Regions from separate parts of the Mus musculus genome. Here regions 1, 2, 3, 5 and 6 are each linked to region 4. A link is a contact called in public HiChIP or PLAC-seq and promoter capture Hi-C data. All regions are on one chromosome and are shown on one strand. Each heading gives the region's core, a stretch centred on a gene start, on an enhancer-like site or on the middle of the called end of the contact. The rest is flanking DNA. Distances are from core to core; before and after follow the strand shown. Region 1 holds the start of Hmgcs2 (3-hydroxy-3-methylglutaryl-Coenzyme A synthase 2). Region 2 holds the start of Phgdh (3-phosphoglycerate dehydrogenase). Region 3 holds the start of Zfp697 (zinc finger protein 697). Region 4 holds the start of Chd1l (chromodomain helicase DNA binding protein 1-like). Region 5 holds the start of Cd160 (CD160 antigen). Region 6 holds the start of Pex11b (peroxisomal biogenesis factor 11 beta).

Region 1 (2,700 bases), core at 107-2,606, 670 kb after region 4:
ATAGGTGGAGCTTCTGGCTTCTGGGAAATAAATAAACCAAGAGCTATCCTGGTTCTTGAGACTCTTTCATAGAGTTGCATTAGATATCAGGGTTAACTGCTTCAACTGCTGTGTGAGTGAGACATAGGGACTTTCTACATGAGGAGCATGAGATAGAGACTCATCTTTAAGACTTTTGTCTTAAGAAGTAGTAGAGGATCTGGATGGGTGGCTCAGTGGGTAAAGTGAAAGTGTGGAGCCTGAGTTTGGAACCCCATACCTGTGTAAAAGCACATACCCGTACCCCAGCTCTGGAACCGCAGAGGCAGGAAGATCCTAGGAGCCCTTTTGGCCACCCCAATAGGCAAGCTCCAGGTTCAGAGGGAGAGACACACATCATTTTAAGACTAAGATTGAGAGTGCTAAAGGATGGTATTGATGCTAGCCCCTGGCAGCCACAGGTGTGCTCAAGTGGGAGCATGGCTGCATGCACACAGCCACAGGTGCACACTCATAGGAGCACAATTACATGCACAGTCCGGAGTCAAAAGATGCTGGGGGATCCCCACTCTGCAGCTTTGTAGACATGGGTCTTTGAGGACTCTGTCCTCCCTGTCTCTAAAATCCAACTTGTAATAAACTTCTCCTTCCTAGGAAAGCCTGAACTTCAAGACAGTCTCCTTTTGAGGGATTCTGAACCTCTCTAGCAGCATCTGCTGCGTCCCTCTTGGAAGCTCTGTGAAGCTCTGTGTAAGCATAATGACGGACAATAAAGATAAGAGGAAAACAACCAGCTCCACAGACCAAAGCCAGCCAGCCCGTCAGATGTGCGTCAACACCTACTCTCAACTGCTTGAAGAGCTGGTATTAAAAGGTTATACCAGTAATCACAGTGCTCATGGAGGCTGAGGGAGGAAGACTGATTTCAAGTTCAAGGCTAGCCTGGGGTATTTAAGAAGAAATGGAGGTGGAGGGGGGATTACTCTTTGGTTTTGAAAGCTGCTTCTTATAGAAATGGTAAGAATAACATCTGACTGCATAAAGTGGTTAGGGGTTAGGAACAGATGGTGAGCCACTCAGCAGAGGAATCAGGAGGCTGCAGAGACGAGTTGGGTGACTGCTGATTGTTGGATGTGTTAGAAGGAGCATGCAAGCTTGCATGGTTAGGCAAAAATAAGGCCAACAATGAAGTCTCAGAGCCAGCCAGCTAGATACCAGCCAGGAACAGTGCAGCTATGTACATGTTAGACATGATGTTTTCCTTTGACTTGTTCTGAGACCTTTGGCCCAGTTTTTCCCCAAGCAGGCAGGGGCCTCGATAAGCGGAGGCGGGGCTTCCAGAGCCTGGAGTCTTATAAAGCCCAACCCAGAATCGTTGGGCATCTCTCCCAAGGGCTGTGGACTGCTGGCTTTCTGTTGATACCTTAGAGATGCAGCGGCTTTTGGCTCCAGCGAGGCGGGTCCTGCAAGTGAAGAGAGCGATGCAGGAAACTTCGCTCACACCTGCTCACCTGCTCTCAGCAGCCCAGCAGAGGTGAGTGGCCTGCTCAGAGGGTCTACATAGATCACTCCCAGACAAGCACCGTGGGGACCAGTAAAACGCGGGGCTTGTTGGAGGACTCACTAGAACCTCAGTCAAAAGCTGGCGAGGTTGTACTCAGTTATAAACAAGTTAGCCTCATTTCTAGACAGCACCTGTTAACTGTTGAGCTGGAAGTGTCTAAGCCAGAGGTCCTCAGCCTTCCTAATGCTGCAACCCTTAATACAGTTCCTCAGGTTGTGGTGACCCCCGCAACCATAAAATTATTTTTATTTCTGCCTCATAACTAATTTTGCTGCTATTATGAATCATAATGTAAATATCTGATATGCAAGATGTATTTTTATTGTCGTAAACTGATCCAAGGGGACAGGACGCACAGGACTCCCAGCCTAAGCCTCTGATGCACTTTGTTTAGGAAAAGCAGCAGCCTTTCCTCTGCCGGCCACAGGGGGCAGCAGACCTCAGGATCCTGCAGCTGCAGTTGTGGTTTAACTGCTTGCTGTCGTTCACTGTGGCAAGATCCAGTATGGACCAAAGAGACGAAGCAGTGTTTCTCCGTGCTTCGGTTTTGTGAGATGAAAGATAAAAATTGTGTGTGTGTTTCTCACTGTGTGTGTGGGGTGGGGTGGATGGGTGGATACATGTACTTGTGAAAGAAAAACAAACATGCCTTCTTTCTTTGTAAACACCCTTCAGTCTCGTCCAAGTAACTGTGGTTGCTCAGAGTTGATGGGACACATCTGGGCTTTGTGCTTCAGGCTCCCAGCTACTTGGGTGTTTTCTCTTTTGCTCTTTGTCCACTGAGCTCAGAGTCCCAGGGCTTCCTTTCCACTTATACCCATGAGTACTGAGTTTTTAGGGAACCTCTTTGCTATGGTGCCCTCCCTTGTCCCGCCCTGCTGGAGCCTGGGTATAGGTGTGGAGGGGAAAGGAGCAGTGCCCTTAAACCTCCTGATTTGCTTTTAGCGCCACTGACATCCACTTCCCCACCCTTGCAAAACCACTGCGTTTTATTTGAATGTTCCAGCTTAGACTTTAGCTTGCTTCTTTTCTATTTGCGAGGAAGTTATGGGGTTTACTTATTTCAGGGCCAGACAGGGTGACCATTTCTCAGTCCCGTCCCCCCCTTTTAAGACAAGGTCTCTATGTAGGTTTTTGTTTGTTTGTTTGTTTTTTGT
Region 2 (2,700 bases), core at 193-2,692, 730 kb after region 4:
CTGAGTGCTGGAATTAAAGGTATGTGCCATCTCCACCTAGCTCTTTCAAGCTTCTTAAAGACCAGGCCTAGAAAAAGTCTGCGAATAAGGGCTGCTGGGCACGTGGCTATTAGCTCGGTAGAGGAAAAGGGATTGGGGGCGGGGAAGGGTCTTGGGAGAAATAGACAAGCGAGCTCAGAGAGTTTCCAGGGTTGCAAGAACAACCCCGCTTGGTCTCTGCGGTTTGAGGCCTCAGCCTGAGCAGGAAGACTGGTACATTCCTCCTGGCTGCAGGCCCTAAGCGAGCACGTGGAACTTTGGGGGTGGGGCAGTACAGCTGGGACGAGACAGCATACCTGGATGGATTAGATCTACAGGAAGGGCAGGAACTGAAGTGCTCACAAAGCAGAAACCCCTTCCTTACGTCTGAACAAAGTCACCCGATTTACACAAGCTTTTCAAATAAGTGAAAGACTTTTAAGTTTTATAACGATTAGAGGTTTGCTCCGAAGACTTCGTAGAAGTAACCTGTCCCAACTGCGCTTGGAACAGGATTCTGATGTAGTGAAGTCGGGCCTGATCGGCAATGAAGCCAATGGTGGAGGTTGACTCCCGGCGGCGGCCGCGTGGGCGGCGCGGGGCTCCGGCTGCACCCCCGGGCCGCCCGGAATCCTGCGAGCGCTCCCCGGGGCGGGGGAAAGAGCGCCAAGGTCTTGCATCAGACAAAAGGCGGTGCGAGTCCGCTGCCACAAATGCCACGGGACCCGCAGGAGCAGAGCCAGCGCCCCGCGCCCCCTGCCCCCACCCCAGGAGTCTGCACTGAGCAGGGATGGTGTGCGTGTAGCACCCCGAGCCGGGAGCTCGCAGCCTGGGTCGCCAGGCACGAAAGCTCCAGAGAGGTTCTGGCATTCGAGAGAGGTTCTGGCATCCCGCAGGACCAGATGGAGCAGCTGCACTTTGCAGCGCCGGCAAGAAACACGCGGTAGCAAAAAGCACAAAAAGTTTGCATTCTGCACCTCCAGGCCATTCGTTCCTCTCTGCTTTTCCTCCCTCCCACTGCTGGTCCCGAATCTCCGGAGGCCCCGGGACCAACTGATAAGATAGGGGAGGACAGCCCTGGAACCACTGGGGTCAGCGGGTTTGGCCATAAAGATGCCCGGTGATTACGCTTGTGTCCGGCTCGCCTTACCTGGAGTTCAGCTATCAGCTCCTCCTTGCTCAAGTTCTGCTTCTCCACCACCTGCAGCCCTCCATCTTGCAGGATCTTCCGGCAGCAGGGGTCCAGGCTGTCACTGATGAGTACTTTGCGCAGATTTGCGAAGGCCATTGCTAGAGTCAGGCCTTAGAATCAGTTGCTGTGGGTGGGCAGAAGCACTTAGTTCAGGAAACTGCAAGCAGGGCTGGCTCCGGTGACTGGGCAGGGTTCTCGATCTCCCGCTCCCCCTTTATCCTCCCCCTCCTCGCGCCAACAGTCTCCTTTTGATTGGTCAGAAATGCTTAAACTCTGCTGACTCCGCCTCCCCGGGCAGAGCCTCCCACACATTTTTTTTTTTTTTTTTAAATCCTACACAGACTACACTTCCAGCAGTGAAGCCCTTACCTGCCCCGGGTGAGCTTTAACACGCACGATTTATGCCAGCAGGCTGATTTATATTGGAAATAAACAGAAATACGCTGTCTCCACGAGGGAATTAAATCTCATAGTAACTTCTTTCCTCTTAAAGACCATTTATTGGCTGGGTATTTATAACTCCTAGTTGAGCATAATTAGACTGAGTAAGGCCACGGGTTCGATTCTCAGCAACGCACACACACACACACACACACACACACACACACACACACACACACCGTTAGGAGATTAAGGAACAAGGTGTGTGTGTGTGTGTGTGTGTGTACATAAGAGTTGGTTCTTGCCTTCCACCAATCCCAGTGGGAGATGAGAGACAAGTCTGGGAAAGGCAAGGGCTTCTTATTCCTTACCCCCCAAAAGACTTTAAGATTAAATCTAGATACAGTAAGGGCCATGAATGAGGCTGGAGGACCACTTGAACCCAGGAGTTCCAGGTCAGCCCCAGATGGGAGTCAGGGAGGGGGAGAGAAGTACAAGGGTGGTAGTGGTTTTAGTCTTTAGAAGTTAGATGATTACTTTTTTTTTTTTTAGAAGGGATTAAATCTGTTAGGTAAATTCAGCCTTGATTATATTATATAAATAACACCCCTTACTATTATACCTCACAATCTTAACATCAAATGTAAGTAAGAGAGTCTCTTTCAGAACTATGTACTGACAAGTCCTCTGCCTGTGCTGTTACCTCCATCCACAAAACAGGAACCCTGGCCTTCTTGGAAGAACTGGGGAAGTAGTTCTGCCCTTTCCTCTAGACTTTCCTTCCTTTCCCTTCTCTGGCCCAGCCCCTTGGGAAAAGAGAGACTTCAGCAGCCACAGCAGGCCAGCTCGGATGCCCTTGGCTCTCCGGATAAGAGTAACAGTAACAGGGTTCATAGGGACCGGAGGAGAGCAGCCGACTTAATTTTCTATTTGGAGACCAGTGGTGAGCCCCAAACCTGCACAGTGAGAAGTAAAGCAGATAATTTTTCGGGTAGAATATCAATGATCCAGCGGGGGTTGATTTCCAGCTTCTTAAACAAACAAACAAAAAGAAGAAGAAGAAGAGGAAGAAGAAGAAGAAGAAGAAGAAACGGACTCTGAAAGTATCT
Region 3 (2,865 bases), core at 84-2,583, 770 kb after region 4:
AGTATTCTAGAAAATCTTAGGACCCATCCTTTCCTTGATTGACTTACTATACCCTTCCTGCCATCCTTTGGTAAAATGACTCAGCTCAGCTTTTAGTCATTTAGTTTTTGTGTGTTTGCTTTTTGCTTTCAAGACAAAATTTTCCTGTTTAGCCCTGGCTGTCCTAGACCTCCCTCTGCAGACCAGGCTGGCCTATAACTCACAGAGATCTATCTGCTTCTGCCTCCTGGGTGCTGGGATTAAAGGTGTGCTCCACCATCCGGCTTGTCATTTAGGCTCTCACATATGTAATTCATGAAGTTTATTTTTTATCTCTCAATTACTTCTCTTAAAAAGAAGCCTGGGCAGAGGCCAACAGTGGAGAAAAGGGATGTCACCAGGCCAGGATCTAGGAATGATCAGCTCTGCATGGTTTTTAGGGCAAAAGTGCTAAGATCTTTAAGGAGCCTGGATACCAGAAGAGCAGCCAAATGTTTTTCTTAAACAGGCCACAGCCAGAGTCCTGACTGCATAGAGTTGTGGTTCTCAACCTTCCTAATGCTGCGACCCTTCATGTTGTGGTGACTCCTAACCATTATTTTCATTGCTACTTTATAATTTTGTTACTGTTTATCAACTGTAATGTTGATAAATATCTGTGTTTTCTGATGGTCTTAGGCCACTTCTGCGAGAAGACCATTTGATCCACAAGGGGTCGTGACAGACAGGTTGAGAAACACTGAGCTAGAGAACCTGGGAGGTGAAAAAGTTGGTAGATGGACAGAGCACTGGCCACGCATGCAGGGGGCTTTAAGGTAGATTAGCGCACAACAGAAACAAAGCAAAACAACAAACTCGGGTTGGTATACACCTGAAGAGTAGGAAGAAGAATCGCGGTGAGTTGTCTAGGTGAGTCCCAGGCTAGGCTGAGTGTCAGAGTATGCTCGCCTCCCCCAGCCTCACCTTATGGAAGACCATCTATTAGAAGAAGAAGCGGGGGTGGGGTGGGGTGGGGTGGGGTGGGGGAAGCCGACGTAAAGAGAGCATATCACAAAGTTCACTTCTAAAGAAAAGGCCGCTCGCACTGCGCGCCCAGGGCAGCAAGCGTGTGAGGGCAGCATGCGTCTGCAGGATCGCGACTCTACCAAGCGGCGGCGGGTCGGCCATCGGCTCCGAGCTACTACAGCCCGACAGGGTCCTCTCCTCCAGTCCTGGGGTCTGAGTAGAGCCCCCGTTGTTGCTGCGGTGGCAGGAAGTCTCGGTGAACTACAAATCGAGGCATGCTGGGAACATTCCCTGCTCCTCCCAGGAAATGTCCTTTGTCCAGCCCCACAGGAAGCCCCAGCGAGGAGGTAGTGGGCAGCCAGCCCGAGTGCCAGCCCGCGGTTGCATAGCCTCAGCACCGGGCGCCAGGCTTGGGCAGTGCGCTCAGAGCTGCCCGGCGCATCACAGGTAGGAGCGCTGCTGCGGCTGGGCGCGCCGGCTTCGCGGATAGGGAGCTGGGAACCTGAGCTGATCATCTAGGGGCTGGGATGTGTGCTGTGGCTGAGCTGCCGCGCGAAGCTGTCCTTCGCACACTGGACTGTGGTCCGCCACCCCGTGGGCTCAGGAACCAAGGACAGAAGGGGACCCTTCGTGTCCTATAGCTGGGTTGAGCTCCCTTTGGTCTCTGTGGCGAGGGGAGGGGAGGAGGAGGCTGAGACTGCGCTGCCAGAGCAAGTCGGACCGTCCCACAGACCACCGAAGGGGGCATCAGAGACCCTGGGAGACCAAGCCCAGGGAGGAGCTTGCAAGACAAGCAGAAGGTGAAAGGCTTTGTGTGCATCGGTGCATCAGCTTAGATCGTGCTCCCTTTGCCTACTAAGTCAGTGCCCCCAGCCCCACTGTGAGGAAGGGGATGAAGGCGGGGACTTTGCGAAGGTCAGCAGGTTCATTTTGGCCCTTGTGAAACGTGTCTGTTACCTGCTCCTCCCATCTGTCTGACCGATTCGGATTGCCACCTGGGGGCTGCGATCGGACTGGGAGAAAGGTACAATGAGGACCTGCGAAAGGAAGGCTGAGCTAGCCAGCCGCGCGTGGCTCAGGAGGGGTCGTTGTCTGGTTTTGCTAGAATCCCCAACCACAAATATCCACGTTGGCTGATCATGGGCAGGTGGTGGACAGAGCTGGAGCCTGCGGCCAGAGAGCTTATTGAGGCTCAGGTGGCCTGGGGTGAGGCATATGTTAGCATGAGGGATGGTGAAGAGGAACAGTGAGACAGAGACCCTGGATGTACCTTACAGCCAGAGCACACAATAGCAGGTCTCTAGAACGGGACTTTAAGACTTCCTCTGGGACTTCCTCTGATTTAACCTTTATTTTCTTAACCACGCCCCCATCCCCCCCCCGCAGTGAATCAGCCACCCCCCACATGAGTATGAGGCATAATTTAATTTAGTGCTGTAATCCTGCCTGTTGAGTCAGGCTCCGTTGGCTGTCAGCATTCCCATATAGTGGGTCTCTTCCCAAGAGACCGTTGTGGTAAATGTGGCAATAGCTAGCGAGTTGGTGGTCTTTGTGAGCTGCTATGGACAAATGGGCAAGTTTAAACACAACCGGAGTGTGACTCCCATAAGGGAATTAATTCACCTGCCTCTGATGCCTTTCTGATCTTCTATGTGTATACAAGTGTGCATCCCTTCTCTTAAGGAAACATATGGTGATTACTTAATGTATAATGTACTTTAAAACCAAAGGAATTCCTCTTGAGTAGTAGGCGGATTATTTCAGGTGCACGGGGGGGAAAAGGATGCTTTGGACCCTGGATTAATGGCTTGTAGGGGGTGGAAGGCTTTTCACTGGCACTGTTAGATAAGACATGTGAACTAAGTTGGAATGAACTAACTG
Region 4 (2,772 bases), core at 200-2,699:
CACTGTCACCAACATGACTGCCCACACATGCAGATAGTACCAGTGAGCATGCCAAAATGAACAGAGAGGAGCCATTGAGGCCTCAATCCTACACAAAGAACTACAGGCAACTAAGAAAAGCTAAGAGCAATAAAAGGGGTCTTCTCTAGGGAGGAGCACACCAACTGGCTGTCCAGTGCCAACCAGTCAGCCCTGAAACGTACATACAAGTGACACTAAACACACTGAACTAGTATATCTAGGAGTATTTATGTACATAGGTATAAGCATAGGATAACGATTAAGTGGGGGGAGGGAACATGGATTTGAAGGAGAGAATGGGAGGGTTTATGAGAGTGTAAAGAAGTAAAGAGGAGGTGTAACTATAATCTCAAAAATAAAAATTTTAAAGTTGAATATAAATGGAAAATATTAATATGAACTGCTTGTCTTTCACTTCGCCCTCATCGTCATCTGCCCCTCCTCTAAGCTAACGGAACTTTTTTTTTTTTTTTAAAGAACGAGTCTCTCTATTACATAGCCCTGGCTATCATGGAACTAGCTGTGTAGAGCAGGCTGACCTTGAACTCAGAGATCCACCTGCCACTGCCTTCCAAGCGCTGGGTTAAAGGGTGCGCCACCGCCTGGCAGAAAGGCACATTTTGTTGCCTTTCCAAACCCTCACCTTTTGGTGGTACTTGGCACGTGTAAGTCAAGCGCTTCCTTATGCTTTCAAAAGCACGTATCCGCTAGTAAAGAAACTGGGTCCTAGGGCCGCTATTTATTTTGTTTATCTGCTCCCCATACCCCACAGTACTCTCTCGACAGCAACAAATAACGACCACGAGGTGACAACTGGTGAGTCATTATGACTTTCCGTTACACCAGCACTACATTCCCAGCAGACACATAAGGAAAGGAGTCTTGGGATGTGGAATAGAGAGAACGCCGCAGGATGAGGATGCTCCAGGTCCACTGGGGTCTGCAGGCCGGCGGTCTCTAAATCTGGAACCTACAAACTGAGGTCTACACATCTGGAGCCTACACACCTGGGGTCCACACATGTGGGATCCCCTCACTTGGGACTCGTAATGGCAAGTGGGCTTAATACGAAAGCACAAGAGGCACAGGACAGGACAAACTTTGCTGGGCAGCGCAACTTTGAGAGTTCATTAGGGAGCCGCAACAAGTGAGTGCGCATGCCCAGTCGGCAGGGAAACGCAGACTGGGAGGAGCGAGAGCGGCCGGGAAGCTGCTGGCTCCCCCGCTGTCCCCGCGTAGGCCAGCGCTGCCGCGCGCCTTCCCGGCTCCCGCCCGCCCCCGGGCGTCCCCGGCCCGCTCACCAGTCAAGCCCCACTGCTGTAAGTCCGGTTCCTGCACCCGCGTCCGAAGCGGCTCCGGCCCGTGTTCGGCCGGCAGCGCCTGCAGGAAGCGCGGCAAGCCGCTCGCCATCCCGAGAGGCCCCGCGCCTTCGCTCCCGCGCGTGCGGAGTACAACGCACCGCCGCCAGAGGGCGCAGCTCGCGCGCCTTCCCACGCTTCCTTAGCACGCAGGTGCGGAAGACTCTGGTCTAAGTGTGCGTCTGCGACTAGGACCTAGAGGCTGCCTTTGCTAAAAGCTCTGACTCCTAACTTGGGTTGCTTGGGTAGCTAACAGCAAGCTCAAAACTTGGCAAGCTCCCCACCCCCCCTTAATTTCTTATCTGTCTTCTTTAAACTTTGGGTCCGATTCCTGAGCAGCTTTCCATGTTTTCAGTTACGATGCACATGCCTAAAAACTAGTACTACAAGGTAGATACGTCTTATATTATCTAACCTTTTTCTTCATGTATGACTAAAAACACCAAAATAAGATTAACTTTATCTCTTAAAATGTGTAGTGACAAGATACATTCAAAGAAAAGACCCTGGTGGTACATTCCTGTAATCTCAGCATTGGGGAGGCTGAGGCAGGAGAATTTGTGAGTTCAGTCTAGCCTGGGCTGCAAAGCAGGAAGGTGTCAATAAATAATAAAGATCAAAGCTCAGTTAGCAGAATGCTTGCCTCGAATGTACCAAGCCCTCGGGTGGGGCATGAGGGTGAGCACCTGTAATCCTAGCCCTAGGGAGCTGTCGGCAGGAGGACCGGAGCTCACGGTCAGCCTCAGCTACACAAGTTTGAAACCAGCCTAAGGTGCAGTAAACCTTTTCTTAAAAATAAAGTGCGAGAGAACTTCCCCCCCCCCCATCCCCTCAAGATTCCAAGAGTAGCCATTCAAACAGAACATCTATGTGTGATAAAAACAAAAACAAATAACAAATAACTAATGGCCACGTTGTCCTAAGAAGGACCAAGGCTGGCCCCACTATGCAGAAGTAGTCCTCTAATGACTAAGGGACTTTACCCATCCCGTTATACAGACTTCTCCAGGAACACACAGAACCAGAACTGAGGTACAACCAGATCAAGAGGGGAGATGTCAGATACACCAAGGTCATCGCACCCCTCTGTGATCAATTATCCCGTTATACAGACTTCTCCAGGAACACACAGAACCAGACCTGAGGTACAACCAGATCAAGAGTGGAGGTGTCAGATACACCAAGGTCATCGCACCCCTCTGTGATCAATTACGTTGAGGTTAAAGATTAACTCAAAAAAAAAAAAAAAAAAACAGTTCTCAGTGGGTACTTGAAGTTTCTTGTTTATAATATGAACTACTAGTGGGCTCTTACAAGAACATAGTGTGTTATCTGTCCCTTACCAGTGGAACTGAACAAACTTGCCCCCGTTTTCCAATAGAGCTGTATTGAA
Region 5 (2,700 bases), core at 10-2,509, 800 kb before region 4:
TGTCTGTGATCACTTGTGTGCCTGGTGCCTGTGGAGACCAGAAGAGGGCATCGGATCCCCTGGAACTGGAGTTCTAGAGGTTTTGAGCCTCCACGTGGGTGTTCTCTGCAGGAACAACCCCTGTCTAGTTTAATGAAGTGGCGACAGCTATGACAGCTGCCGGCAGCTTTGACGATAACCCATGCTTTCTACCAGTGGCAGAGTCTACCGTGGAAGCAATTGGCCGCTCCCTAGTCGAGACTGACACAGGCGGAGATGCGTTTTATCCCCAGATTCACAAATCCCATTTGCGAGCTGAACTTGCAGAGGGTCACACATCCCCTTGGTTAACAACCACCTCTGATTCACAGGCAGAAGGTGTGTTCCCCCCCCCCTCCCCCAAGGAAGTGGCCGGGACTGAACTTAGGGAGAATTGTCCATTTCTTATAAACCCAGGAATGAATTGGCTGGCTTCCTCTGCCCAAATCATGCCGTGGCTAAAGGCTGCCCTTGCTCTGTCGTCTCCAGTGTGTGACCTCTGGGACATGAACACCCTTCAGAGACGCTCCATGAAGGTAGTTCACAGCCCAGGCTGGGCCTGAGGGCTTTAGCGCAGGCTTGGCAACCTTTGGTTGCTTTCTTGCAGTGATCTTTATCTCCTTGATATTTATGAAAAGGGATGACTCTCACCTACTGTCTTCTCACGAACACAGAACTAAAGAGAGCAGCCTGTAGGACTCAGCACAGCATGTGTGAGCTAAGCTGCCCAGGCTTAACTCTAAAGTGCTCTCTGAGACTTTGAGACTTCCCTCTTAGGAATGTGGTGTGGCCCTCTGCCATTTAAGGCGTGTCTGAACCAGCCAAGGACCTGAAGCCCATGAGAAGGATGAGCATACCAACCATCTGACATGAGTAGTCTCTCTCTGTCTGTCTCTATGCCCCCCCTTCTAGATCTCCCCCCCCCCAGCCCCCACCATCCAGGGGTTTCTCTGCTGTGTAGCCCTGGCTGTCCTGGAACTCCCTCTGTAGAGCAGGCTAGCCTCAAACTCCACTTGCCTCTGCTTCCTGAGTGCTGGGATTAAAGGCGTGTGCCACCAGCTTCTGCCTTAGTTTTGCCTTTGAGAAGCAAGCTTCTCACTGGCTTAACTGAGAGCTTGCCCTGTGTGAACAGTTCTGCTAAGCATTCCATCTCTCCTCCCAGAGCCCAGGTTCCCAGCAGGCCTCTTTACCTCAGGACAGATGTTCTTCCTTGCTCTCAAGCTGGGGGCTCACGCTGAGTGTGTTCTGGGTTCCCACACGGGGCCTTTTGCTCTTGTTAAAAACCCTATCTCCCCACTTCCGTCACAGCTCGGCCTTTCACCATTGATCTTTGAAAAACCACAGAATGGGTTTTTAGCAGCGAGGGGGTCTTCCTGTCTTTCTTTCCCCCGCCCCTGTAGTTTTTACTCTCTCCTGTTGCTCCATCACACCCCCTGACTTCTCTCTCTCTTTTGAAATGCACTAAGGTTCAAAGAAGACTGAGAAAAAATGACTCCTTAAAATAGATTTCTTTACCTTTGGAAATGAAGGCGTGAGAAGGAGGACACTGGTAACAGAATGACCAGAAGACATGCTCTCGGGGATAAAGGTGCTGCATCTTTTCCGTGAATACCTTTTGATTTGAAGTAGGGCTTTGTTAAGTTAATTCATCCCAAAAAGGCTTTTATCTTTTAGTCTTAAGATGTCAGTCTGAAACTATGGTGGGCAAGGAATGGCTATTTGGGGGGCACTAAAAATAGACCAGACCTGTAGCCCTAGGACTGGAGGAAGATCAGAAGTTTAAGGCCAGTCTAGGCTAGAGACTCTGCCTCACAACAACAACAATAACAACAACAACAAGACATCATAGTTGGCCTGGTGTTAGATTCATTCCTATGGCTAATCAGCCCACACTCGCCTGAAGTCTCACAGCCACCAAGAGCATGTCTCTGAGAGCTGGTTGTAGCCTTTACCCAGAGGATGCGATGTTCAGAGCACAACCCATCTGTTATAATGTTGATTCTGGGCTCCCTGCTGCTACAGGGAGACAGTCACCTTACAGAAGACCCTATCTGTGAGTCAGCAAACACACTCCCTGACATCATGCTAACGCACCCACTCACCTGTATAATGGGTACACTTCAATTAGAGTAGCCCTCCCCCACACGTCTTCCACAACCTGGGAGTTACACATCCCTTCCCTGGAATTTCCTTCTCTAGCCCGACCACAGGCTCATGCTATGGAATCTTCCTCCACTGAGACTCATAGAAAAAGAGACTCACTCTGCCTCCCCGGCCTGAGCTTCCATTAGAGGCCTGCCAGGCTCTCTGTCTATCCGTGATGCTGAGGACTAAACTCTCCTCACACCCCAGACTATGCTGGTCTTTGCCTGTTTGTATGTCCAAGGCATTAAAAACTCACCGAATCAACTTCTTAACCAAAAGGACAGTCTGCCTCACTGTGCCCCGTGACACATACACGCGGCCCTGCTCAGCCATCGCAGCTTCAAAGCTTTGGGTGGACAAAGCAGTTGCTGCTCTTCTGTTTGCAGCAGCTCCTACTGTACTGGGTCTGCCAGAAATGAGACGCTGTTTCTTCAGTTGACTATCAGACCATTGAGAGAATGGAGTCAAAGAAGTAGAAATGTCCCCAAGAGTCTTCTGCCGGGAGAAGGAAAAGTCTGCGGCCTGAGGTGGGGATTT
Region 6 (2,739 bases), core at 190-2,689, 970 kb before region 4:
AAGTGAGGATGTCAGATATATTGGAGTTAGAAACAGTTGTGAGCTGGAAGAGCAGACTGTACCCTTAACCACTGAGCCATCTCTCCAGACTCCTCCCTCACCCCCACCCCACTTTCTTTCTCCAGGCTGGTCTGGAACTCACAAAGAAAGATCTACCTGCCTCTTCCTCCCAAGGCTGGTATCAAAGGCATGCACCACCACTACACAGTGGTTTTGGTTTAAATATCTAATGAGGTTTTTGCCTGCATGTATGTTTATATACTATCTGTGTTCCTGGTGCCTGAGAAGATTAGAACAGGGCTCCAGAGCGTCTGGAACAGAAGTTACAGATGCTGTGAGCTGCTATGTGGATGGGGGATTCAATCTGTCTTCTGGAAAAGCAGCCAGTAGAAAAGCAGCAGAGCCAACTCCAGCCCTAGATTTCTTTTTATAGTGGTTGTAGAGATCTTGTTTGTGATATTGTAGGTTTTTTGTTGTTTTGGTTTTTTTCCTCCTCACAACTATAGTCAGGCTATTGCTGCTACAGGCAAGTTTTTTTTGTTTGTTTGTTTTTGTTTTGTTTTTCAAGACAGGGTTTCTCTGTGCAGTTCTGGCTGTCCTGGAACTCACTCTGTAGACCAGGCTGGTCTCAAATTCAGAAATTTGCCTGCCTCTGCCTCCCAAGTGTTGGGATTAAAGGCGGGTGCCACCATGCCCGGCTTCGCTTTTTTTTTTTTTTTTTTTTTTAAATAATGTGTAAAGGTGTAAAAGTGTTTTCCTTGTGTACCATGTTCATGCCTGGTACCTGCTGAGGTTTGAGAAGGGTGTTGGATCCCCTGGAGTTTACCCCCCTACTGCCTCTCCCCATCCACTTCATTTCTCTTCAGAAGAAGGCAGGTCTCCGTTAGGTATCAACAGCATGGTATATTAAGTTGCAGTAAGACTAGGCACCTTCTTTGATTAAGTCTTTCATGAGGCAACACAGCAGGAGGAAAGGGTCCCGCAGAATCAGAGACAGCCCCTGTTCCCGCTGTTAGAAGTCCCACAAGAAGACCAAACTACACAACTATAGCATGTGCGAAGCAGTCTCATGCAGGCTCCCTGTAGCAGTTCAGTCTGAGCCCCTATGGGCCCAGTTTACTTGACTCTGTGCATTTTCTTGTACAGTCCTTCCCCTTGTCTTATGCAAAATTCTCCAAGGTCTGCCTAACTTTTGGCTGTGGGTCTGTGCCTTTGTTTCTACCAGTTGCTGTGTGAAGCCTCTCTGATGACAATTGGGCTAGGCACCAATCTTTGAGTATAGCAGACCATCGTTGTCAAGCGGCATCTCATTACATCCGCTTTCCCTAGGACAAATAGTCTAGGACAGGCTTCTGCTGTTCTGGGCGTTTGGGGCGGGTGGCGTGTGCGCCTTGGCGGCAACCTACAGCGCCTCCTGGCTCCCGCAGGCCCCACCCCTTGCTGCTGAGAATTTAAAGCAGAATGTGCTCCTAGGGGCGTGCTTAAAAGCCGGAGACCATCCCAGAGAAGGGTGAGCTGCCGGAAATGCACCCACGATCTCGCTTCGCGTCCTGAAATTCCACTTCAAGGCCGGCTCCGGCTGCTTGGCTTTCCTGCCGCCGTTTGTCCCTCGCGAAGCCCCGTTGCTCGCCCAGGAGGCGTGACTTGGGGCTGGAAGCAGGCGGGCCGCTGCGCCGTGGGCCCGGGCTGCCGCTGTCATGGACGCCTGGGTCCGCTTCAGTGCTCAGAGCCAAGCCCGGGAGCGGCTGTGTAGGTGCGGCCGACGGAGGAGCGCGGGCGGGAGGGCAGAGCAGGGTCCCGCGAGGCGACGGGCGCGCTACGGGGTCCCTAAGGGTCAGCTGTGGCTACGGGGGCCCGCGCGGCCCCGGAGGCGTACTCCGCAGCCGGTTGTGAGATGATTCTTCCCTGCTCAAGGGAAAGATGGGGAAACTGAGGCATGAGTGGGCCAGCGGGGAGGCCACCTAGGTTTACTGTGTCCACAGAGAGCAACAGTTTCCTCGCTGCTGTGGTGGCACGAGGGGCGATCCTCTCGGTTCTGCGTCCTCTCACCAGTTGTGACCTAGGAGCCTCGCTATCTCGGCTCTTCTTCGGTTTCCATCAGTCCAAGAACCTTAATCTATCTCTTAGTTTACCTACCCGGAGAACTAATCTGCCCTTCAACTAGATCTTCCTCTGTCGTGTTTCATGTATAAAATCGCAGTGTGGACGTCTGCGATGAACCCCGGGCTGCTTACTGGCCCTAAACTTTAGGCCTCATCATTTTCAAAACTCTTAGTCTCTTAACTCCAAAGAGTGCTCTCCACCATCTTCTAGGCTTTATTTTCCTCGCATGTCTTTCCCTTCCCCTGGCTTTGAGGAAAAAAATGGAAAGATATTGGTGTGAAACCGAGGAAGTGTCCCTGGTGGGGTTTTTGTTTACCAATTATTATTTGTCTGAGTGTTTGGTCTGCAAGAATGTATGTGTACCACATGTGTGTCTAGTGCCTGCAAAGGACAGAAGAGAGTGGTGGATCCCTGGAACTAGAGTTACAGACAGTTATGAGCCACCGTGTGGGTGCTGGGAGTGGAACCCGGGTCCCCTGCAAGAGCAAGTGCTCTTAACCGCCTCACCAGCCCACGGAGGATATGGTTGGCAGAGGGGTTAGGGAGGCCTGTCCCTTACTCTACGTGTCCTCCCCTCCAGGGCCGCCCAGTATGCCTGTTCCCTTCTCGGCCATGCTTTGCAGAGACATGGGGCTA

What was found. Promoter capture Hi-C pulls out the DNA fragments that hold promoters and counts their contacts. HiChIP or PLAC-seq counts read pairs in DNA pulled down with a chosen protein or histone mark.
Region 1: a contact with region 4 is called in a promoter capture Hi-C map of the HPC-7 cell line, with 3 times the contacts expected there. The contact joins the promoter of Hmgcs2 here to the promoter of Chd1l in region 4. A contact is called at or near these places in 5 of 39 promoter capture datasets (the HPC-7 cell line, cranial neural crest, frontonasal cranial neural crest and 2 more) and 1 of 115 datasets of contacts at active chromatin or transcription factors (bone marrow-derived macrophages).
Region 2: a contact with region 4 is called in a promoter capture Hi-C map of pre-B cells, with 4 times the contacts expected there. The contact joins the promoter of Phgdh here to the promoter of Chd1l in region 4. A contact is called at or near these places in 3 of 39 promoter capture datasets (the 3T3-L1 cell line, the C10 cell line and pre-B cells), 1 of 484 Hi-C or Micro-C datasets (regulatory T cells) and 1 of 9 other capture datasets (liver).
Region 3: a contact with region 4 is called in a promoter capture Hi-C map of pre-B cells. The contact joins the promoter of Zfp697 here to the promoter of Chd1l in region 4. A contact is called at or near these places in 2 of 39 promoter capture datasets (the 3T3-L1 cell line and pre-B cells) and 1 of 115 datasets of contacts at active chromatin or transcription factors (bone marrow-derived macrophages).
Region 5: a contact with region 4 is called in a promoter capture Hi-C map of hippocampal neurons, with 5 times the contacts expected there. The contact joins the promoter of Cd160 here to the promoter of Chd1l in region 4. A contact is called at or near these places in 8 of 39 promoter capture datasets (the 3T3-L1 cell line, the HPC-7 cell line, cranial neural crest and 4 more) and 1 of 9 other capture datasets (embryonic stem cells).
Region 6: a contact with region 4 is called in an HNF4G HiChIP or PLAC-seq map of pancreatic cancer cells. The contact joins the promoter of Pex11b here to the promoter of Chd1l in region 4. A contact is called at or near these places in 2 of 39 promoter capture datasets (hippocampal neurons and liver) and 1 of 115 datasets of contacts at active chromatin or transcription factors (pancreatic cancer cells).

Annotation. Positions count from the first base shown.
Region 1 is chr3:98,279,075-98,281,774 of GRCm38.p6, forward strand. It overlaps Hmgcs2 (3-hydroxy-3-methylglutaryl-Coenzyme A synthase 2), which reads left to right and starts at 1,357. Exons shown (of 10, transcript NM_008256.4): 1 at 1,357-1,513. The coding sequence starts at 1,410.
Region 2 is chr3:98,338,527-98,341,226 of GRCm38.p6, forward strand. Phgdh (3-phosphoglycerate dehydrogenase) reads right to left here and starts at 1,443. Exons shown (of 12, transcript NM_016966.3): 1 at 1,169-1,443. The coding sequence starts at 1,306.
Region 3 is chr3:98,381,148-98,384,012 of GRCm38.p6, forward strand. It overlaps Zfp697 (zinc finger protein 697), which reads left to right and starts at 1,334. Exons shown (of 3, transcript NM_172863.4): 1 at 1,334-1,431. It also overlaps a transcript of Gm52610 not described here.
Region 4 is chr3:97,608,741-97,611,512 of GRCm38.p6, forward strand. Chd1l (chromodomain helicase DNA binding protein 1-like) reads right to left here and starts at 1,450. Exons shown (of 23, transcript NM_026539.2): 1 at 1,323-1,450. The coding sequence starts at 1,431. It also overlaps a transcript of Fmo5 not described here.
Region 5 is chr3:96,813,262-96,815,961 of GRCm38.p6, forward strand. It overlaps Cd160 (CD160 antigen), which reads right to left and starts at 1,260. Exons shown (of 5, transcript NM_018767.3): 1 at 1,209-1,260.
Region 6 is chr3:96,633,991-96,636,729 of GRCm38.p6, forward strand. It overlaps Pex11b (peroxisomal biogenesis factor 11 beta), which reads left to right and starts at 1,440. Exons shown (of 4, transcript NM_011069.3): 1 at 1,440-1,753; 2 at 2,684-2,739. The coding sequence starts at 1,698.